Regions from separate parts of the Mus musculus genome. Here all the other regions are linked to region 3. Evidence: chromatin contacts called from public HiCAR-type and promoter capture Hi-C data. All regions are on one chromosome and are shown on one strand. The core of a region is the stretch at or near the end of the contact, and the rest is flanking DNA. Distances in the headings are between cores, read along the strand shown. Region 1 holds the start of Gnai1 (guanine nucleotide binding protein (G protein), alpha inhibiting 1). Region 2 overlaps 5031425E22Rik (RIKEN cDNA 5031425E22 gene). Region 3 holds the start of Tmem60 (transmembrane protein 60). Region 4 holds the start of Tomm7 (translocase of outer mitochondrial membrane 7). Region 5 overlaps Gnat3 (guanine nucleotide binding protein, alpha transducing 3). Region 6 holds the start of Rint1 (RAD50 interactor 1). Region 7 overlaps 5031425E22Rik (RIKEN cDNA 5031425E22 gene).

Evidence for each region. Promoter capture Hi-C pulls out the DNA fragments that hold promoters and counts their contacts. HiCAR-type assays count read pairs that join an accessible place to other places.
Region 1: a HiCAR-type map of astrocytes shows a contact between it and region 3, with 6 times the contacts expected there. The contact joins the promoter of Gnai1 here to the promoter of Tmem60 in region 3. A contact is called at or near these places in 2 of 39 promoter capture datasets (cranial neural crest and hippocampal neurons) and 2 of 115 datasets of contacts at active chromatin or transcription factors (astrocytes and embryonic forebrain).
Region 2: a contact with region 3 is called in a promoter capture Hi-C map of pre-B cells, with 3 times the contacts expected there. The contact joins the enhancer-like site here to the promoter of Tmem60 in region 3. A contact is called at or near these places in 3 of 39 promoter capture datasets (the 3T3-L1 cell line, liver and pre-B cells), 1 of 115 datasets of contacts at active chromatin or transcription factors (astrocytes) and 1 of 9 other capture datasets (adipose tissue).
Region 4: a contact with region 3 is called in a HiCAR-type map of astrocytes, with 4 times the contacts expected there. The contact joins the promoter of Tomm7 here to the promoter of Tmem60 in region 3. A contact is called at or near these places in 2 of 39 promoter capture datasets (liver and pre-B cells) and 1 of 115 datasets of contacts at active chromatin or transcription factors (astrocytes).
Region 5: a contact with region 3 is called in a promoter capture Hi-C map of liver, with 3 times the contacts expected there. The contact joins the enhancer-like site here to the promoter of Tmem60 in region 3. A contact is called at or near these places in 7 of 39 promoter capture datasets (the 3T3-L1 cell line, 3T3-L1-derived adipocytes, the C10 cell line and 3 more) and 1 of 115 datasets of contacts at active chromatin or transcription factors (astrocytes).
Region 6: a contact with region 3 is called in a promoter capture Hi-C map of pre-B cells, with 4 times the contacts expected there. The contact joins the promoter of Rint1 here to the promoter of Tmem60 in region 3. A contact is called at or near these places in 2 of 39 promoter capture datasets (liver and pre-B cells) and 1 of 484 Hi-C or Micro-C datasets (CD4 T cells).
Region 7: a contact with region 3 is called in a promoter capture Hi-C map of neutrophils, with 7 times the contacts expected there. The contact joins the enhancer-like site here to the promoter of Tmem60 in region 3. A contact is called at or near these places in 6 of 39 promoter capture datasets (the 3T3-L1 cell line, embryonic stem cells, hippocampal neurons and 3 more), 2 of 115 datasets of contacts at active chromatin or transcription factors (astrocytes and differentiating embryonic stem cells) and 1 of 9 other capture datasets (adipose tissue).

Annotation. Positions count from the first base shown.
Region 1 is chr5:18,358,682-18,361,759 of GRCm38.p6, forward strand. It overlaps Gnai1 (guanine nucleotide binding protein (G protein), alpha inhibiting 1), which reads right to left and starts at 1,732. Exons shown (of 8, transcript NM_010305.1): 1 at 1,371-1,732. The coding sequence starts at 1,488.
Region 2 is chr5:23,385,509-23,388,510 of GRCm38.p6, forward strand. The region is part of intron 1 of 5031425E22Rik (RIKEN cDNA 5031425E22 gene); the gene reads right to left. Among named protein-coding and RNA genes, the nearest start is that of 5031425E22Rik, 46 kb to the right of the region's middle. Within about 2 kb of position 1,548, at least 405 of the 459 cell types and tissues checked have an H3K27ac peak or open chromatin away from gene starts, as enhancers often do. A contact at or near this core is called in adipose tissue, astrocytes, liver and 1 more, where this site is marked.
Region 3 is chr5:20,880,771-20,884,023 of GRCm38.p6, forward strand. It overlaps Tmem60 (transmembrane protein 60), which reads left to right and starts at 1,683. Exons shown (of 2, transcript NM_177601.3): 1 at 1,683-1,885. Phtf2 (putative homeodomain transcription factor 2) reads right to left here and starts at 1,354. Exons shown (of 18, transcript NM_172992.3): 1 at 1,186-1,354.
Region 4 is chr5:23,842,778-23,845,651 of GRCm38.p6, forward strand. Tomm7 (translocase of outer mitochondrial membrane 7) reads right to left here and starts at 1,368. Exons shown (of 3, transcript NM_025394.3): 1 at 1,194-1,368. The coding sequence starts at 1,296.
Region 5 is chr5:17,998,770-18,001,903 of GRCm38.p6, forward strand. Gnat3 (guanine nucleotide binding protein, alpha transducing 3) reads left to right here. Exons shown (of 8, transcript NM_001081143.1): 4 at 885-1,042. Among named protein-coding and RNA genes, the nearest start is that of Gnat3, 38 kb to the left of the region's middle. Within about 2 kb of position 1,807, at least 38 of the 459 cell types and tissues checked have an H3K27ac peak or open chromatin away from gene starts, as enhancers often do. A contact at or near this core is called in 3T3-L1-derived adipocytes and liver, where this site is marked.
Region 6 is chr5:23,786,282-23,789,336 of GRCm38.p6, forward strand. It overlaps Rint1 (RAD50 interactor 1), which reads left to right and starts at 1,430. Exons shown (of 15, transcript NM_177323.4): 1 at 1,430-1,601; 2 at 2,009-2,054. The coding sequence starts at 1,560.
Region 7 is chr5:23,417,303-23,420,219 of GRCm38.p6, forward strand. All of the region lies in intron 1 of 5031425E22Rik (RIKEN cDNA 5031425E22 gene), which reads right to left. Among named protein-coding and RNA genes, the nearest start is that of 5031425E22Rik, 15 kb to the right of the region's middle. Within about 2 kb of position 1,274, at least 443 of the 459 cell types and tissues checked have an H3K27ac peak or open chromatin away from gene starts, as enhancers often do. A contact at or near this core is called in adipose tissue, astrocytes, differentiating embryonic stem cells and 5 more, where this site is marked.

The DNA of each region.
Region 1 (3,078 bases), core at 482-2,981, 2.5 Mb before region 3:
GATGGTAGCTCCAACTGAGAACAGTATTACAACCAAGGAGACCTTCCAAGCAGGTGCTCTGAAGCCACAGAGAAAGAACTGTCTAATCCCTTTATTTTATGTTTATTGTAAGTTACATGGTTCTGTGGCTAATATTCTAAAAACACGCCGATCTCATGGAAAGACAGTATCTTTTTAATATAAAAACTCAGTCAATCCTATTTACAGAGAAAGATTTATGGGGAGGCTGTGATGGGTGAAAAACACCACCCAGGTCTTTAAAATGCAAAGTTATTTCACAGTTTGCTTGCAAAATGACTCAGATCATTATTACTTTTAGTCATGCCAAGTTTGCTTCTTCTAAGCCTACTAGTAATGGAGAAAGAAGGAAATAACCACCATCTTTCTGCAGTCGTTAAACCAATGAAACGGGAGCTTACTAAAAAGCAGATCTGTGCAGCGATGTTTCTCTTTTATCACAACTGTGAGAAGAACACAAGCAAATCGCTGGAAGTGCAAACGAAGATTCTAAGAAATCTATCATCTGCCTAAATACCTACAGTGTGGGAGAAAAACAAACAAAAGGAAAAACCCTGACTCACAGATCTAAAAAAACCATAACCTGTGAATATTTTCCTTATATCGCTCAATCAAAATCCGGATCTACTCTTTTTTTTTTTTCCTCCGTTCAAAAAAACTGGAAGAAAGACCTTCACGTCGCCTATTAGCAAAACAGTGTTAAGAATGAAGAAAGAAAGCATGGTGTGCAGCTGTCAAACCTCACTGGAGCGAACACCGCAGTGGAGGAACGACCCTGTGGTCGAGGAGCCTTTCGCACCTGTCAGGGCTGTTTTCACCCGCGAAGCCTCTTTCCCTTCCTACTATGAGAGCAAACGTAAGCCAACTTTGGTGGTTTCCATCCCCCACCCAGGCAAAATCCAGCTTCCAGAGCAGCTCAAGTCCTTACGCAGGGAAAATCTCAGCGCTCTTTTCCACTCACTGAGTCGCCATATGAAGTTGACAGGAAGATCACTGAGACCCCGCAGAGGAAGAGGACCCACAAAGAGAGCCCCGAGGCCACCCAACGTGGCACTTTCCAGGCGTGGGCAAAGCGCAACGCGGCACGACACCTCTCACCACCGGGTTTCCGTGGAGAGGGGGTGCTTGGCTTTGTGGTCCCGAATTGTCCCTCATCTAGGGAGGGCAAAGCTCAACTTCAAAGATCGGATTCCCACGCGTCCCGCCGCCCCGCCACACTCTGGGCTGCCAGTGAGGTCGCGCGACAGTCACCGCCGCGGCCAAGAAGCCGCCTGCGCTGTTGAGGGACTGGGATGCCGCGCTCGCTCACCGCTGTCCCCCGGCCCGGGCCCCGTCCCCACGGCCGCGCTCACCCAGCAGCAGCAGCTTGACCTCCCGCGCCGCCTTCTCGCCGTCCTCCCGGAGGTTGCGGTCGATCATCTTGCTGCGCTCCACGGCCGCCTTGTCCTCAGCGCTCAATGTGCAGCCCATGGTGGCCGAGCGTCGCCGCGCCCTCGGCGCCGGGGCCGGCTGGCAGAGCGAGGAGAGGCTGGCCCGGAGGCGGCCCCGCTACGTCCTCAGCTCCCGCAAGCTGGAGGCGAGGTCTGCTAGTCCGCACGCTGCCGCCTCGGGCGGCCGTCCCTGCCGGCGACACTCCGCGATCCGCGCCCGCGAATCCCTGCGACCGCTAGGCTCTGCCGCCGCCGCCGCCGCCGCCGCCACCGCAGCTGCCCGTGGCCGAGCCGCAGCCGCGCACAGCCCGAGCGAGCTCGGCGTCCGCGCGCCGCCGCGGCCCCGCCCCTGCCCGCCCCGCGACCACTCCCAGCGCGCGCTCACGCCCGCCCGCGCACGTGCCGTCGGACAGCGCCCCCTCCGACCGCCGCGCGCCCGCGTGATCGCCGAGCCCAGCTTTTCCTGCAGGTCCCCCCACGAGGTGCCCCGTGCGGCCGCTGACTTCTCCAGCTCCGCCTGGGAGCTCACTAACCCCCTCCCACGCTTTGGAGACCACTGCGGGGGATCCGTGGGTACCTGCCCCTTAAGAGCGCGAGTGGGACGCTTGCCAAAGTTGCGAGCAAGGGGTGAGGAAAGGCAGTCCAGGGCATTTGAGCATGCCCGGAGCCTGCAGCCACCCAAGGGTTTACAAAATGTGTAGGCTTAGGTAAAGAACCGTGGGAAATAGAGCGAAATGAGCGAGAAATGGAGCCCTGCGAAACCCGAAGTGGGGAGCAACCAAGCGGGAATTGGGGTCTTGGGGTTGCCAATGCTCACTTCCTCCCTTGCCTTTTCTCTTTTCCTCTGGCTCTCCCTTTGATCTATGCTCACCTCCCTTTTCATAAGGGAACACATTTCTAAGGAATTTCTTCCTAATCCGACAGAAACGTTTGACAAAGAATCAAAGAATTGTTTTAAAATGGCGTGAGCAGTAAAACACACAAACAAGTCTGCGGCCTCTGTGGTAATGGATCGCCTTTAGGGCACTTGTAAGTGTCTTGCCAAGCTGCCTACCCATGGTTTATGGCTCTGTTGTAACTCCTGTGCCAGTAGGCATGGCATTTCTTTTTGTAGGCCTTAGCTTCCTTGCTTTTAAATGAGCTGTTGATCTACACTACAGTCCATCTTTCCAGGGGCAGGCCAAGGACTAGATGGCTTTTCATCCAGCGTGAGGGGAGGAGCATAGGTGGAAGGTTGGACTCTCCTGTCAGTTGCACTGCTGATTATAGGAGAAATGTTGATGAATTAGATGATGAAGCCACTAGCAAAGAAAATACATTCCTCGACGAGATAAAAATTAGGCAATTAGTCTCTGGCTCCCATTTGAATATTTAGCTTCAGGTTGGGTCCCTCAGAGCAAGCAGAGCTTATAGGTTTCCGTTTTGTTAGAGTCACACCTGCGGGGCACAAGATAAGCAATCTTAAGAACTCCCTCCGCTTTTTGTTGGATTCTTTCAAAATAGAACAAAACCCGCACACTTTTAGGGTACTCGGTCACCTTCTACCTCCTTTGTGTTTCCTGACACTCCAAAAGTTCATCAAGAATTCCAGAATTAATGAAATCTAATGTGACTGGGCCATTTGCAGCCA
Region 2 (3,002 bases), core at 298-2,797, 2.5 Mb after region 3:
CATTTGTCCATTAGCAGAGGAGGCCAGAAGAGGGTATCAAATCCCCTCAAACTGGAGTTCGAGATACCTGTTAGCCATCATGTAGGTGCTGGGATTTGAACTCACACACGTTAAAAGAGCAGCCATATCCTGTCTTCAAAATGAAAAATTAAATAAATGAATAAATAACTGACAGGAGGGGCAAAGCCTATTGTTCCAAAGTTTCTGTGGGCCTTGGGCATGCTAGGTTATGGGGTCTGGTAAGCAGAGGTGGAAAGGTTTCTAAATGAGCAGAGCCTTGCCCTTTGATATAGTTGCCAACAACCACATTTTCTGTTCTGGGCACAGTGCCATCAAGGGTCTCAGCCACCCTCCCCCACCTTAGTGAGAAAGTATCTGCTAGCGTCTAGCAGGGTCGATGCAGGCAAGGACCAGAGTGAAAAGGAGTTCTGAGCCTGGCTTCCCTGTGGTGCACTCGGACATACATCTTCCAACCGTCATCATCTTACTCCTCTTGTCTCTGACCCCTCCTTGACCAAAGGCAACTACATCTCAGTTCCTTACTATTCGGGAGCTACTCAACAATTACACTAAGAGAGCTTCTGAGCTGGGTGGGCATGGTGGCACAAGGGCATCCCTGTAATCCCAGCACTTAGGAAGGAAAGTCAGGAGGCTCACACAAGTTCAGGGCCATCCTCAGTTGTGTGGCTGAGTTCCAGGCTATGTTACAGAGACCCCTGCCACAAAAATAAATAAATAAATAAATAAATAAATAAATAAATAAATAAATAGATAGATAGATAAATAAATAAATAAATAAATAAATAAATAAATAAAGCGAGGGAGGGAGGGAGAGGGGAGGGGAGAGGGGAGGGGAGAGGGGTGGGGGTGGGGGAGGGGGAGGGGTGGGGGAGGGGGAGACTGGTTTAGAACTTTGCCCTGACTCTGATCTTAATTCCTCCTGGCAATGGGCAAGCTGTTTCTTTTCTGAGGAATGCGAAAAGAGAATGAGAGATTTGTTATGGTGACAGGAAGATTCCAGATCAGAGGCAAAGCCCCTCTAGGGTACATACCATCTGGGGATAGTCCCTAGAAAAGTAGATACCTGCGCTAATTTAAATGTTTAACAGGAATGCAGGTGCAGATGAACAAAAGGTAGTTTCCATTAGGTAGAAATGTTTTTTTTTTCCACTTCCTGTTTCTAGTCTCTTTTTCAGTGTTCCTGTACGAAACCACGGAGTTTCAGAAGCAGATGAAATCTATCAGCGGCCTGCCCCAAGCTCCGTCAACCCTGCCAGGCTGAATGGTGCTGATTGTTCGCAAAGGGCGGGCATTTCTCTGCAAACAGAAAAGCCTGCTCAAGAAATGCCACTCACCGCCCTGTATCAGTCTCAATATTGAGTCTGAATGATTTCCCGATGGCGACTTGACCGAAATGGAAAAATATTTTTCCGTTGCAATTCCCCCGGTACTGACTGGTGTTTCATCCTCTTCCGGTCCTTGTGAGACAGCAAGAGCAGACAGAGCTTCAGCAGTGTTGATCTTCAGCTCTGAGAACAGAAGATGGGTGGGGTGCTGCGTTGCCACGCAACCAAAGGCAACACAGCTGCAGATCTCTGCCAGCTGGGCCAGCCCATTCAAACCGCAGGGAGTTTCAAATGGCTGTGTCCCCTAGGGACTGGGCTTAGCAAGCCCAGGGGGAAAAGTCAGCATTCAAATGGCTTCGATGACGATGACGCAGAGGAAGCCAAGAGGACGCTGTCAAAGCCTAGTCATCATTGACTCGAAGTTAGTATACTTGAACAGGAAAGAACTGCCAAGATCAGACAGGCAGGACACACACACACCTTTCTTTTAAACTTTAAAAGTTATTCTCTTTAAAAGAAACGTAGTTGCTTTTTAAAAAGCTATACAAAGTTCTTAATGTTTCTTTGGCAACAGAATAGAATGAAATTTTACAACTATATAAAATGTTTATTTACCGGTGTGTGTATAGCTGACTGACAAAGCTGTCTACCACCCAGCACCCTAACTGCTGAAATAAGCTACCTCATATTATAGCATCTCCAAACAGAATGAGAAGGGTACAGAGACTGGAACTTGTCTGTAGACTAGGAGGTGACTTTATTATCTTTCCTATAGTCAAAATCTGCACTCTCTGCTCCATGATGCCTCTGAATCCACTTGAGGGGCAGTGATGGTCCCTCCTCGGCCACTACCACGTACCCTGCCATATGAAAGCCAACACTTCTCTGCCTTGGTAGCTCCATGGCCACCATCTGGACAAATTGGGGTTCCGAACATTTCAGCATCTAACCTTTCTTCAGCCTAACTCGGGCTCCTTTCTCCAGTATCACCATAAGCAATACTATCAAAGAATGATTTCATTTGGTCATGTTATTAGTTGGGTCTCAGCAGGTCTTCGGCAGCATCTCCTTCACTGGTTAAGTACCAGCTTGTGAGTCTCCTGTATCTTCATCCACAAGCTTGTCCTGTTTCTCAGGTTTCTCTTCTTCTAATTTAAGTTTATTATGAGACACTCTGTCCGTTTCCTCCTTGTTAAATTGTGTGTATGCACTTGTCTTCCTCAGATTTCACTGGACCATCTCATGGATACCAAATCTTCCTCTACCACCTTGATGAGCCCCACTTCCTCCCCTCAGAGCAGAAGGAACACTTGGGACTAGAAGCCGCTTGTATAATTTCTTTGTCACTCATTTTGTTTCCCAGTCTTGGGATTTTGTGTGCTTCAGCTTTCTCCCTTCCTCCCTTCCTCTCTTTCTTCTCCTCTCCCCACCCCCCAACCCCAGGAATTCACTCTGTAACCACGGGAGGGAGAAGAGTTTGGCTGCTATGTGATGAAGGGAGTCTGAGATACAGGCTCCCAGTCCTCTCCTCAAATCACCATTAAGAAATCACTCCTCTCCCAGCCTGATTCTTCTTCCTGGGGAAGCACTAATTCGGAGTGGAATAAGTCAGAAATGCTGGAGCAGAAGTTCTTCCACATGGAGGAACTGTCAGGA
Region 3 (3,253 bases), core at 433-2,932:
AGACTACTTCCAAAGAGGGAAAAACTTAAGAAATTTCCTGGAACCACCTTGTTTTCTGGTTCCAGACATGGCTCAGTCTACCCGGACCTCCTGATTTCTTTCCTCTGGGGTCTAGAGTCTGAATCATAAAACTCACAGAAACACCCGTTTCTTTCCCTTTTAATCTATAGCCTGTACACCAAACCTAAGTTAGGACTTGAGCTAAAGTGCACGTGGAAGTCCAGTGTTAGGAAAAACGATTTACAAAAGTACCTAGCAAATTCATAATCACTTAAAATCAAAGACTCGGAAAAAGAAAAAAGGCAAGAAACGCTTAAAAATGTTTGATGAAAGCAATAAAAAATTACTAAAGTATTACACGTAAAGTAACATCAAAGTAAGCAACGTCTACCACTGACAAAACAATTGTAAATTGCATACCTAATTTACATACACCCAAGTATGTAAAACCCACAAGGAAGATTAATTGCTCCACATTGTACTTTCCCAGTAGCACATGTTAATACAGTCCCCAGGTGTTCTCCGGACAAAAATAAAATGGTTAACAAAATGATTCCTGAAGTTTAACAAGGCAGTGATGAGTTAGAAAGCACAATACCAGAACAATACTAGAACGCTGGCTGTCAACACGAGGCGGAAACAAGGTGAAGCATGCCTATGGACCACTGCATTGTTTGCAGACCTGAAATGCCCTGCCAAGGCCCACGCGCGAGACTCGGGTAGCCGCCCCTCCGCGGTCGCTGTAGGAGCCGCAACTCCCGTGCGCCGGAGCTGCGGGAGCAGCAGCTGCCCTTCCGCGCGGGCAGTGCCTGCACGCAGGGCGACCGCTCCGCGAGCCCGCGCGCGCCTCGGGCCGCTAGAGGACCTCGCGTGGGCCCCGGCCCGGCCACCCGCCGCCCCCACACGCCCTCTGGGGACCGCGCGACCCCAAGCCAGAGGAGCGCAGGGGCGCGCGCGCCCACACCGCGCCGAGCTCCGGCCCGCAGCCGCCGCGCCCCGGCGAAGGGAGGGGGCCGCGGCCGAGCGGGGCCCGCAGGTGCCCGTGGCAGGGGGCGCCACGGCGACCACGAAGCCCGCGCCCCCATCCCGCCCGCCGCTCCGCCGCCCGGTCCGCACAGCCCTGGGATCCTGTCAGAGTGCGGCGACCTCCACATGGCCCGCCGAGCATGGAGCTGTGGCGCCTACCGTAGCCGCCGGCGCCGCGCCGCTGGGAAGCGGCTAGGAGACGCGCAGAGTCGCGAAGGCTAGTGCCGCCGCTGGAGCCCAAAGAGCTACAGCCCCGCCGCCGGCGGCGCGCTGCCTCCACCCTCGCGCCGCTCGCGCCGCCCGCACCGCGCTCCGCCTCCCGGGACGCCCCGCCTCCTCCGCGGCTCCTCGCATGACCACGGAGTCTGCGCCGCAGCCCGCAGGTTACGGGACCGGGCGAGAGGGGTGGGAGGGTCCCGGCGAGCGAGGGCGGGCCCGACGGCGGGCGTGATCGGAAAACTGACTTTTCTACCAACCTATAGGACTAAGGGGCGGGCCCAGGGGGCGCGGTCATTGCCTCCCTTTTTTATCGCTCTAAAACGGAGGGCAGTCAGTTACTGGCGGCCAAATGAACCAATAAACAAGAAAAACGGGCCCGTGAGCGCCGAACGCCGTTCGCTCTGCTCTCCGGGATAGGCCAAGGGCGGCGGGAACAGCCCCGGATGTGGGCGGAACCTTGAGGTGCGGAGGGCCTCAGCTGCGGCTGTTTGGAGAGGCGGAACTATGTCTTCTCCTTAATTATCATGTGAGGGCCTAAGAATTTAATGGGGGGAAAAGTGTGGAAGAGGATTAGGATCCAAACTGGCGGATTTCCCGACCTTCGCTGCCCTCTCGGCTCTCCGGCCAGCCGCTCTACCAGGTGAGTCGGGAGCTCGGCCCTTGTCCTGTCCGTGCTGCCTCCGGGTGACCTCACCCCTTCATGCTGCGTGCGGGCGCGTTTGCACGACGGCTATGGGATGCGTCTTGCAAAAAACGCATTAAATTCCAGCATGAGTTTGGGAGAGTCCAGATATTCCCGCGAAACCACCATGGGCATTTCCAAACCAAAGACCAGGATAGTTTAGCAGGATCCTCACGTTCCAGGGCAGATGAGCCCTAAAGTCAACCAAGTTGTAAGCAGCGAGGCCACTTATTTTGAGAAGGAAATTGTGAGCTGGTTAAACAGAGCTGTCTTCGGGTAAGGAGAGTTCATTTATAAGTATTAAGAGTAGCGGGAGAAGGGAAATGGAATGGTATGGGAAGGACCTTGGATGAGTCTACTACGCACAACTAATTACTAGATGCAGGTGTGTATTTCCATGTGTGGGGAAAGAAACTCTGAAGGTTTCAACAATGGATCCGGAATCATACGGGCAAAAAAAAACAAAAACAAAAAAACACCTTCTGTGTACAGATATAACCACCTTAAGTGAGAAATATCTATTGAGCAAATCTTAGCCTTGGACCAACACATAGAGAGAAAATGGTGGTAAAAACCAAATAAATTCTATTAAAACAGTATGTCTTTGTAAAATTGGAACCTTGTATTACCACTGTAGTTCAGCGTATGTAATCCTTAAACGTCAGTTAAATGTCAGGAAGGTCATCTCCATTGTTGAGAATACTTTTCTACAACCGAGTTTTGTTTCCACCCACAATTATAAACTTGTAACCGCAATAAGCTTAGGCCCTGGCCTCCTTTCACCTCTTGTCCTAAAATGCCTATAGTCATTGCACTCGACTTGGCACTTGTTCCTGAAGGGGGTGGGGATGGGGGAGAAAAAAGTTTGTATTATCCTGTACCATATAGAAAAGTTGTGTTTAAGGATATTAATAATCACAAAACTTTGTTAAAGGTTCTTTAAATTGACCAAATCAGAGGTTAGGACTGAGCAAACATAATTCACAGGATTAAAAACACACAGTTAATTAAGCAGTCTGCCCACATCTCCACCTCTGCTTCCAAACTTAATCTCATTCCATTATATTCTATTTTTTGTAAAAGACTGGTACAGAAAATTGCCTTCCGTGACTTAACCTAATGTGAGCAGTTCCTTATACCCCTGTGCCTTTAAGTCCTAGCAGAGTCAAGTCAGGTAGCTCTTTAGATAGAGTTCAAGGCCAGGCTGGTCTATGTAAGCAAAGTTCTAGGCTGGCCAGGCTATGTAGGCAGAGCTCTGTCTGCCAAATCCCTGCAGTCCAAAGCATTTGCAAACTAAACAAACTGCTAATAGTTGAGAGTGAGAAG
Region 4 (2,874 bases), core at 118-2,617, 3.0 Mb after region 3:
CCAGCCTGGTCTACAGAGTGAGTTCCAGGACAGCAAGGGCTATACAGAGAAACCCTGTCTCGAAAACAAACAAACAAAAAACCCCAAGCAAACAAAAAAAGTAAGCTGTCACAATTATCTATCTGATACCTATATAATATCACTGTCTGAGATTTTCTTTTCTTTCAAAATAGAGGAGAAAAGAGCTGTATGTGACGGTGCAGGCCTGTAATTCAAACACTGGAAAGGTAGGGAAAAAAAAAAAAAGAGAACCAGGAGTTCAAGGCCAGCTTGAGCAACATGAGGCACTGTCTCATCAGTAATACTTAGGAACACCAAGAAAAATACTTGTCCTATCAAAATATCCAGGTTATCACAGCTCACATACTTCTCACAGGTACAACAGCTGCCTGGAGAAATGTCCAGCCTAGTTAAAGGCTCTGCCAAGACTACAAATGAATGTATTTTATCTTATATAATGCAAGTCATGTAAAACAAACGAGAAGCAGCACCTTGTGAGGGTCCTGCTTTAATGAGAAACGCCAGATTCCATATTAGAGCTCTGAGACCTGGAGCTAAAATCCTCTGCTGTTTACCTTACGGGATGAATAAGGCAATTAAGATAAAAAATTGTAAAACTACTCAACCAGGAACAGAACCAGTTCCAGAGTGTAGCCCTAGGTGAAAATATTTGCCTGGACACTTGGGCAAGGAAAGTACAACTTTATGGCTGTCTTTCCCTGCAAAATGGGGTCTGTAACTTTCGGGAGAAAAAAAAAAATCACCGAAATCCTTCATTATACAAGAAAAGCGTAGGCATCCAATGGTCACAATCATGCTTTTAGGCAGTGACGTTTTAACCTGGTTACCGTCTTCCCACTTAGGCTAACCTACAGGAGGGAAACGTTCTAAAAGTCAAATAGAGGATTAATCTTTCTTTAGGGGTCATATAAACCTAAAACCAATCTTGAAAGGTCTTGCTTTTATTTTACAGATTTAAGTAGGGAATATAAGGGATTGTGTGACTGGTTAAACACTACTCAAATAGCTAAAAGGAACTGGAAGATGGTTTTTCGAGCCCGGGCAGACAGCCTCGGAAATCGTGGACAACGCGGAGGCCGGGTTTAATTTCCTAGCCCCGGATGGCAAAAAAGGAGACTCAGACCCCACCAACCCCTGCCCTGCGGCTCCTCCCAAGTTCTTCAATCACTGACCCAGGTAAATCACGAGAGGAATAAAGCCCCAGCGGATGGCAAACTGGCCGCCCTTGAAGAGCTGCTGCAGCCTCTGTTTGGCTTCTTTGCTCAGCTTCACCATGGCGACGACGGACCAGCGGAACGAGGAGCCCAACAACCACCACCGTGTCCGGATCCCGGAAGGGAGAGGAGCTGCGCATGCGCCACGTGGGGCCTTTACGGCAGGAGTCGTGAGGCATCGCCGACAGAGGCCGTAATCCGTCGCCTTCCAGCAACCTAGCTCCGCCTTGCGGGTTCACTGCTCCCGCCTCGTTTTTGTTGTTTTATTGTTGGGACGAATCCGGCTTTTCCTGGAGGGGCGGGGCGGGAATTGTCTTTCCAGATAGGGGCTCCCTGTTTAAGACTTTGCTGCCCTTGAACCCATGGAGCTGCTACTGCATCAGCGTCTCGAGTGCTGGGATTCAATGCGCGCTGTTTGCTGAAGATTGCCAGACGCGCTCACTTGAGGCCTACTTTTTTATCTACAACTACCTTTATTTTTTTCCAGCATCTTTCCAGAGTTTTAAAGCACACATCCCAGCGATGATCTTTGAGAAAGAAGGAATGTTATTTTATATACTGTTCTGTTATCTTGGCTAAGTTCCTTACTATCCCAGAATCAGTTTCTTCTATGGCTGCTAAAACCGGACGTCACCGGGCACTCTTCCAGGTTTCCTTCTACTTTGCACCCGTTCTCTGTTTTTCATTTAACAACATTTTCAAATCTGGGAAGTTCGCGTGAAATCTGGGTTTATTTGTCTGTTTTTCTTTGACACTTCTGGCTTCTAGACTTACATCTCAAGGACTGCCAAGGAACTTAATGAGATCACTGGGCACAAGGGGTTCATGGGAGTTAAGCTACATTTTTACTATAAAGGAAGTTATAGACTTTTGTGTGTGAGAGTCCCAGAAAACTGCAGTTTACATCTGGGAAGGAGTAAAGTCAGATATGCTTAAGCCTTGAGTGTGGTCACTGTTTCAATATTCTTAGTTGAAAATAGTTCTGTATAAAAGGAGTACTGCCCCGTAACAGCAAATGCTGTTAAATGTCAGGGGAGTCTTTGCTCGGCTGGTGGGATTCTTCAGCCAGACGGGACACCTTTCACTTCCCATGTCTCCTTAATTCTGTCTTTCTCTCCTGCCCCACTGCATTCATCCTCAAAGAATACATTTTTATTAATACAATGCAATGAAAAAAAAAAACCAACAATAAAGAACATAGGTGTAGAAAATGCGACTCTAGGATCAGAAGTGCCAAGATTTTAGTCGAATTCTGCAATTGACTTGAAATAAGAAACTTGTGAATTGGCTGATCCCATAGCAAAGCATCTAATTAGTTCACCATGGTTACTAGGAAAGCAGTGCTCTGATCCTAAAATGCAGTGATGTAAATGAGCCAAATGAGAACAGAAATTTTTATGCATCTTGTTTCTCAAAATACTCTGTTTAGAAATACACAATAGAGGGGTTGGGGATTTAGCTCAGTGGTAGAGTGCTTGCCTAGCAAGTGCAAGTCCCTGGGTTCGGTCCTCTGCTCTGGAAGAAAAAGAAGAAAGAAGAAAGAAAGAAAGAAAGAAAGAAAGAAAGAAAGAAAGAAAGAAAGAAAGAAAGAAAGAAAAGAAAGAAAGAGAAAGAAAGAAAGAAAGAAAGAAAAGAGAAA
Region 5 (3,134 bases), core at 557-3,056, 2.9 Mb before region 3:
AGGTGTAAATGCACACACTGTAGCATTTGCTGGTTATTGTAAGGAGGATGAGACAGAAATTATGTGTCCCACATTGTAACTTGTTATAATGATATTCACTAGCATGGTATTATGCAGGCAGAGCCTGAGCTTTGGATATTGACACTGGGGATCTGAGCCCAGACTTCTCTGTTTTCCTAACCAATTACCATGATCTATTTAACTACTCTATGACTCAAATTCTTAATCTTAATTACTTGTCAAAAGTGTTTTGGTTACTAGTATAAATTGTGGCCAGCCATAGATTGTTTATATTGAATTTATTTGTTTTCTAAGCTTCGATCCATCCTCATCACTTTCCACATCTTACTATGTACTGACATAATACTTACTCTGTTTTTTGATTCTTAGCCAATTCTTATGTCTGTCCTATGGCACATTAATGCAAAGGCACTCAGTTCACACCATTTAACGTACAGCGTCAGTACCTCTGTGTGTCTATACGTGTGTGTAATCACTTGCCCAAGTAATTAAAAGAAATACCTCATGCCAAGTAACATTTTATTACAATCTAATTTTTCTTTCACACCAGCATTTTAAACCAGGCCATAACAGACTAGCACTGTTATTCTTTGTGACAACATATTCAGAAATCAATGAAATATACCAAAGCATTCAAATTCTTCATATAGTATTTTGCAATTTTCCAAAGGTCAGCATTTCTAGATATCAGTCAACTACTATAATGAATTTTAGTTTAATTATTCTTCATAGATTTTGAAAAACTCTTCAGTGAAATGATTGACAAAATGAAAGGAACAAAAACCTTTTAGCGTGCTCTATTTAAAACAGTGCCTGTGCCTAAATAGCATACTTTTGTTCTTCCCACCAAAATATTATTCCAGGAGGACCAAGAACAACTTCACTCAATGGCAAATACACTAGAAGATGGTGATATGACTCCACAGCTGGCTGAAATCATTAAACGACTGTGGGGGGATCCAGGAATCCAAGCCTGCTTTGAAAGGGCATCTGAATACCAGCTCAATGACTCTGCAGCTTAGTAAGTCATTTTCTTGGACAAGAATTGCAGATGACACATAGGTTGTAACTTGGCACATTGTGCATGTAAGCACAAATAATGGGAAATGGTTTAGCATTTTATTATAAAAAAAAAAACCTGAGAGCCAGCAGAAAAGACATGAAACAACATACCTGAGAAGAAATATATACTACACATATCTTCTCTTAGTTAAAAAAAAAAATTACCATGATGTTCAATGCTTACTTAGCATGAACACAGACAGATGGCATGCGTGTTGATATTTGGAACTGTATGCATCTGAATCATATATTTCAGTGTTACTGAAATAACCCCTAGAATAAGTTTACTAGTGATATATGTGATAGACCACTAGGTTATTGAGCAAGACACAAAACTCTGGAAGAAAAGTCGATTGGCTTCAGATTTTAGCATATTGTGAAATCTCGTTAGAGTCAGCATAGCAAATATTGGCAAGTAAGTATTTAATGTTAATAAGGAACTTAGGAGAGCATTGCACTGTTTACAATAGAATTGTTGCCACGACTTCAAACTTCCTTGTTTCGAGTGCTTCTTGAATTATTTTCTGTATGAATCAACAAGAACATGTGATTTTGTTTGGCTACAAAAAGTTTGTGCAATTACTCGTTTTCTATTTCTTCCCATGCCTACAAACATAGAAAACATACAACATTGTCCTTGAATGAATCCCGTGACAAACCATGCAAGCCCTGAGGTTTAATTAAACAAGCAACAAAAAGTAATGTGGCTGGGAAGCAAAGCTCTCTTTAAACAGAAAGATGGGTCATGCATGACAATGACAATGCAGATTTGTAATCACTGAGTACCTTTGACCCATAAGTCTGTTTCTTAGGAAAAAACGACAGTGATGGATGGAGAGAGTCTGGAAAAAAAAAACATAAAAAGAAGTCCATGTGTAGTGAGCACATTTCTGTGATGGTGATGAGTGTTCATTTATTGTTAATTTCCACTGGGACCATTTCCTTTAGACAAAAGTATGGATTCCACTTGATGAGAGCAGGGTGTCACTCTATGACTACATAAACTTGGGAACATTTTCTCCAAGGTTCCAGTCTCTACCTCACTGTGATTATCAAAGTGATTTCTGTGGTACTGTAAAACCTTGCTTACCTGTCTGTGCTAATCATTGAGTAAATTAGATGCAAGCTTATACATTACATACAAAATGTTGCTTAGTTACCTCTGGGAAAGGTGAACCGAAAGACAGACATGTAAGTGTGTTCCAGTCAAGATTAATAAATTTCATTTTGAATAAATATTGCCTAGATACCTTCAATTACATTGTTAGTATGCTTGCCTCCTTGTTTGTCCTTTATATTTATAGTAAAAAATTTAACTAATTATAACTCAGATAACTAACCTGAGGCAATAAAATGACACTGTATTTCATATTTTAGATGATTTATTTGTTTAAATGCTTAGAATTTTTGACTAATAGTTTGAGTTGAGAATATTACCATACTGTTAAATATATCAAACATCTATTTCCATTGATTTTCTGAGTTCTGCCCATACTGTAAATAGTTTTTGAACACTCAGTTGATTTGCACAGCAGTATAATTTTATGAAAATTTATTTTCTCTCTATGTACTAGAAATATTTTCTACATAAACTGAATACTTGAGATATTAACTTTGGCAGCTTCAAAGTGTTACTATAGGCATATTAAATAAAAGCCTGCTAAAATGTTGCTAAATTTACATTATTTTCTTCCAAACGTTAAGAACATATTATTTTTTCAATTTTTGAATTAAATTACATACTTCAATTTCCATATCAGAGTGATCCTGCACTGCCTATTTATTTTGTTTATACTATATAAAACATTTTTTTCCAACTTTTTAGTGAAAGGAAGATTTTTTTTTTTTTTTTTTGCACATCTAGACATTCTGCAGATGGACGCTGCCAGAAGAGTAGAGCAGAATTCCCAGTTCCCGGGTTTGGCTGAAGATGCCACAAGCTCTAGGAAAAGCTCGGAGGAAAGGCCTCAGCTACCTAAGTTTCATGGTTTACTAATTAGGGCCACCTAGTGTGCTGTTTAAATTCCACAAGCATTAAGAGCAAATGTGGT
Region 6 (3,055 bases), core at 180-2,679, 2.9 Mb after region 3:
TCTGTTTGTTTATACGGGGTTTCACTATATAGCTCTGTCTATCCTTCAACTCACTATGTAGATGAGGCTGGCCTTGAATTCATAAAGATTCACCTGCCTCTGCCTCCTGAGTTGTGGGATAAAAGGCATGCACCACCATACCCGGCTCTTATTTATTTATTTTTTTTCATTTTATGTGTATGGGTGTTTTGTCTGCATGTATGTCTACACCTCAGTGAGTTTTCTTCTCACGGAGTAGTTTCTGTTTCCTCTAAAGATTTTTGTTTGTTTGTTTGCTTGTTGTTTTTTTTTTTTCTGTTTTCTCCCCATTTGTTTGGTCTCAAAGGCATTGCCTTCCAGGGTTTGCCTGTCAAATTTCCATGTTCTCTACCTATCCCTTGCTTCTAAGTAATTCAGTTCCTCCTCCCTGGAAAACAGTAGAGGTTTAGGGGGCTTTGCCCAGCAAACTGGATGCCAGATTTTGAGTGCTCTTTCTCTGTCTGACTCCCAGAATGTTTCAACCCTCCTACAAACAGATCTGGACCTTCCAGTTCGAAAATATATGAAGGAGTGTTCCTTTTGTCTAGCTGTCCTTCAAAGCTTACTCTTGAGTCTACAAAAGAGGTTACTTAGTCCCTACCTTTTAAATGGAGTATTTTTTTCTGTACAACGCTTAAACAGTAATAACTATTAGTTACAGGCTGAGGCAGGCGGATTTCTGAGTTCGAGGCCAGCCTGGTCTACAGAGTGAGTTCCAAGACAGCCAGGGCTACACAGAGAAACCTTGTCTCGAAAAACCAAAAATAAATAAATAAATAAATAAATAAATAAATAAATAAATAAATAAATAAATATTAGTTACCTTTGCACGTAGACTTTTGTCTCTCTAAGACTGTGAAATATAGAAAGAGCACTTTGACACTCCTACCTAGTACCACGTGGGCCAAGTATGGAACTCCGGTGTCTTGGTGGCAAATGCTTTTATGCGCTGAGCCATTTTGAGATAGGTGTTGTTCTAGCTGATACCGAATTCACTTTATAGAGCAAGCTGGCAGGGACTAGTGGCAATCTTCCCGCCTCCGCTCCCGACTTGTGGCTCACCATCCTAAGGGTATCATGAGTATTTTCTCCTCCCCTCCTTCCTCTCCCCTCCTTGAATTCAGTGTGTAGCTGGAGTTGACTTTGAACTACTGGTTTTCCCGCCTTCACCTCCCAAACGGTGGAATTCCAAGTGTGAGACACCATGCCAGGGCCGAATTTTATTTTTAGTAACTCCAAAGAAGTGGAGAGAGCTCCTGCACAGAACTCAGCAGCCTGGGAAGCAGTAGGGCTGCCAGGTTCCCTGAGCGGCCAACATGACATCCAACCAGCAGGGGGCGCCACAGAACAGGACAGCGGCGCGCAGATATGCCTCTCTAGGCCAAGAGAACGGAACCAGAGAGTCGGTGATAGGAAGTCGAGGTGGCGCTCAACCCTGCGTCCCAGAAGGCTGGTCTGGTCGCCCAGTCTGTGTGTTCCCTAGCCGGACTCTGCAGGCCGGGCTGGCGGTGCATGGAATCCAGAATTCGTGCGGAGGCAGGATGCTTGCGGCTGACGATATCGGCGAAGTGCCGGCAGCCCCGGTGAGGCGTCCCTGGAAACCCGGGGAAGGGACGCTGGTGACCCTGCGAGGTGGCACAGACCCCACCTCCGCCCCGGGGACAGGTTACCTTGGAAGTGGTTTGGCGGTGGTTCCCACGGCCGGAAGCAGGCAAGGGAGTCCCTGGGGAGGTAGTCACAGTGCAATGTCCGATGTCCCAGAAGATGACAGTTTTGAGAGTTGGCGGGAAAGTGGCCTCGGTGCCCGGGCAGAGTAACTCGGACCCTGGGGAGGTGGTCCAGACCTCTGGGAAGGTGGCAGTAGTGTCAGGCATGCCCCTGGGAGAGGCGCCTAGGACCTCTCCGCCCGTCAGTATGGGACCTTTCGGAGCGCTGTATGAATTCCACTTACTTCAGTCTAACTTGTTTGCCACACCTGTTTTTCTGCCAGTGCTGCCCCGAGAGTGGTGACGAAACGAAGAACACAGACGTGAAAAGTAAGCAGGCTTTAAACCCTTAGTTCTTTTTGTCTAGCTGCCCTTCGAAGCTCGCCTTTTCAGAGTCTGCAAAAGAGTTTCTTAGTCTGCTATCTTTTCAATGGAGTATTCTTTCTGTACAATGTTTAAACAGTAATAAATATTAGTTATCTTTGCACGTGGACTTTTGTCTCTCTAAGACTGTGAAATATAGAAAGAGCACATTGACGCTCCTTCCTAGGACAGTGACTGGTTTGGCTTCACTGGGACCTGCCATTTTAATGAACTGTCAGCTCGTTATCAGGTATTTAGAGGGGTTATGCTGGTCACTGTTACTGGGTTCTAGGAAGAGGTTTGATAATAGGTTAATTGTACTTTTGCCTTCAGTGAGTAAGTAATTACAGTTTGCTGCAGGTAGCCCACACCTTAGGTCCCAGGGCTTGGTCTGGGTAGGTGACATGGAAAAGACCCAGTACCTAGGACAGGAAACTATGTCAGACTCCTGGATATTTGTTATTTCACTTGAGATAAGCGTAGCAGGTTATTAGGAATCCAGCACCCTGAAGGGGCTGTTTTTGTTTCTCTCTCTCTCTCTCTCTCTCTCAATCTCTCTCTCTCTCTCTCTCTCTTTAACCAAGGTGGAGCGTAACCCAGGTTCGCCCCAGACTTTTGTGTGACTAAGGATGACCTTGGACTCCAGATCCACAGTCTTCTATTTCACAGATGTCACATGCCCAACCTCTTTAGGAGCTTTTGAAGTATTTTTTAAAGATTTATTTATTATTATATCTATGTACACTGTAGCTGTCTTCAGACACACCACAAGAGGGCGTCAAATCTCATCATGGGTGATGGTGAGCCAGCATGTGGTCGATGGGACCTGAACTCAGGACCTTTGGAAGAGCAGTCAGTGCTCTTAACCTCTGAGCCATCTCTCCAGCCTGAAGTATTTTTTAAAAAGCCCTTATGTTAACAGTTAAGCTCAGTGACCTTGACAGTAAGAGAAAGGGTGCCCACATTTC
Region 7 (2,917 bases), core at 24-2,523, 2.5 Mb after region 3:
TTGTGGATGCTGGCTGTGTCATTCAGTCGTGGGTTTGGTGTCCTGCAGAGATTTGTAGACAGCAAGTGTAAAGAAATCAAACCCCCAGCCTGAAACAGGGATGGTCCAACTGTTCCCTGTATATTCCAACCTGGTGGGTCCGCGGTAAAGCACAAGTTTGGGGTTATTTTTTGTGTAATAATCTTTTACTGTTTAAATCTTCATCGCTGCCTCCTAAGTTATCCCAAACACATTATTACATCGTTAGTGCACCTAAAACAGCAAAACAACAACAAACCCCAAGCGACTTCACTCCTGCTTTTGTCCCCTAATCTATACCCAGTTCTAAACCACCTAGCCAAACAGTGAAGCCGCGCCCTAAAAATAAACGGGCACATGTGTGAAAACTTCTAACACCTAGAAACCTACAATGTACTTAAACTCAGCCTGATTTTTCCCTGTAAACTAAAATCATGGTAGGACTACCCAACTTGGCCTTGTCCATCACCCTACAGCATATTTATTCAGTATGGACCTGCAAAAAAGGAAGCCACACAAAAAAGAAGCATCCCTTAGAAACCAGAAGCCAGTAAAGTCTGCTTTGGAGGGATCAGTTATACTGAAGAGCTGTCAAAATACACACTCATGTGCTACAGCATGCTTCTCCATACCTTCATGTTTTAGGTGGTGATACCCAGCAAAGTTAATCATCCCCCCGCCCCCGCAACTCCCCCACCCACCATTCCCTTCTTTCTCTGTTAGTTACTACTGCATATCTGGTATACATTATCTCATTTAATCCATCAATCTAATTTAAGTGAGAAAAGGCTGGACTAAAGAGATTATATTTCAACAAGGACACTGCTCTACTTCCCCAAACTGAGCATCATGAAACTAACCAGGCATGATGTAATTCTGTAACCCAAGTCCTCAAAAAGATCGGGCCAAATGCAAGACCGCTTCAAAAACAAAAGCAAAAAAATTGTTATTTCCACTGGGCGCAGACTAACCACCATCAGCATTTCCGGAAGATGGCGGCTGCACTGGGCTCAAAATGTGAGCTGGAAGCTCAGACGACCGAGTTAAGCAGGAAGCTGCACTACGGTGCTTTACAGCGAGGATTAAAGAAGGGATAAGCTCGGCCGCTGTATGTAGCCTCGTCGCTCTGCTCCGTGAAGGTCCCAGGAAAACGCCGCCCGGCTCGAGCGCCGCGCACCCGGCCAGCCTGCAGGCGCAGCTCCCGCAGCTGCTCTCCCGAGCGGAAGGGCAGCCGCCGTGACGCAGACAGCGCCGGGGAAACGCCCTGCTCTGTGGTACAAGCACTCGCTCTGTCACTGTGGGACTCAAGGCTTGAGGTCTAGAGCACAAGCCCACGCTATGCTTCGCCAAGAGGTGTTTTTCCTCTGGTGTAAAATTTGGCAGCCACAACGGGGTAGCTTGGTTTTATCCATGGTTAGGACACGCCGGCTATAGGTATTATACGGTAAAAGCCCGATTACTACAAAAGGTCAAAACTAAGCTACTGAACCACTCGTCAATCAAACCGGGCTTAAGAGAATGGATCCTCAGTACTTCTCACTAAAGAAAAATCCTTTCCTACAGCTTTTCACTCAGGCCACTTTTACTGGACTAATTTCTAATGTCAGTTAGGGAAAGGATCACTCCAGTTGAAAGCTACAAGAACATTAAACGCTAGAATAGCTAGCTGCGCGTTACAGGCATGGTGATGTATGCCTGTAACCTGAGCTAGAAACAGGAAAAAAAAAAAGGCGTTGATCTTTTGACTACCAAGTGATTTCGAGGCCAGCCTGAATTACACGAACCACGCCTCGCCTTTAAAAAATAAAATTATTTAGTCCCATTAGGGCACCATTATGTCTAAGCTTCATTATTTGTCAGCCTTCTCTTAGAATCTGAACACCTTGCACAGGATTTCTAAGCAGGAGTGTCCATGGAGAATTTAACAGGATCTGTGCACTATGCTACTCTACGCACATTAACAGCATTCCGAGAAGGGATCCGCCTTTCAGAAGCATTAATTAGGATGGATTTCTGGTTCCGAATTCCTGCAGTGTATTGTGCCAAGCCTGTAACTCTAGAGGCAGTGTTGAGTTGGTGGTCAGTCAGTCTGAGTCACCTGAGACCTCGTTTAAACTCTTGCCCACCCTCGTCCTCGAAAAGCAACCCACATTAAGGTCATGTGGACCATGGAGTCAATCTTATAAAAAACCTTCTCAACCTATGTAAAAGCTAAGTCTCCAACTCCTCATACTTCCTGAGAGCCGGGGCTGCAGTGATTTCCCACTATGCCTAGATTTTCTATTAGGACTATTTTTCAATTGTGGCTGGGTTCACAGACTTCTACCCTAACTTTTGCTGGGGATTGAGCCCAGTGCTTTCCCAGAGCTACGCCTCACTCAGCCCCTAACCCCTCCCCTTCCCTCAGTACTAAGAATCAAACGTGCTGGAACTGACGAAGACTACATTTCAACTCAAGGCAGGTGATCTCCTATGTTTGAGGCCAGTCTAGTCTATAAAGCAAGTTCCAGGCCAGCCACTGAGAACTTGTCCTCTAAACAAGACAAACCCATGACCTGAAGCATACTAAACAAGTGCTCTACCATCAAGCTATGACCAAAGCCCTATATAATCTAAAAGCCCCAGTAACTGACCACTTATGGAGCACATCTGCTAATATTGAGCTGACTAGATAGGCACTTTCTCTAAATCTGTTAAATCATTTGTTGCAGCGAATCCCCTCTCGATAGAATCTTCAGAAGTGTACAAGTCTCCGTACAGTGAGTTTAAAGTGTGCAGTTTTTCCGTTCTCAGGAAGGGGACTATTAAATCTCAGCTGTGATGTGGCTGTGTGTAGCTGCTCATCCCAGCACTGTCAATACACAGCTCTCTAAAGCCAGTGACTGTTCAAAGCTGCTCC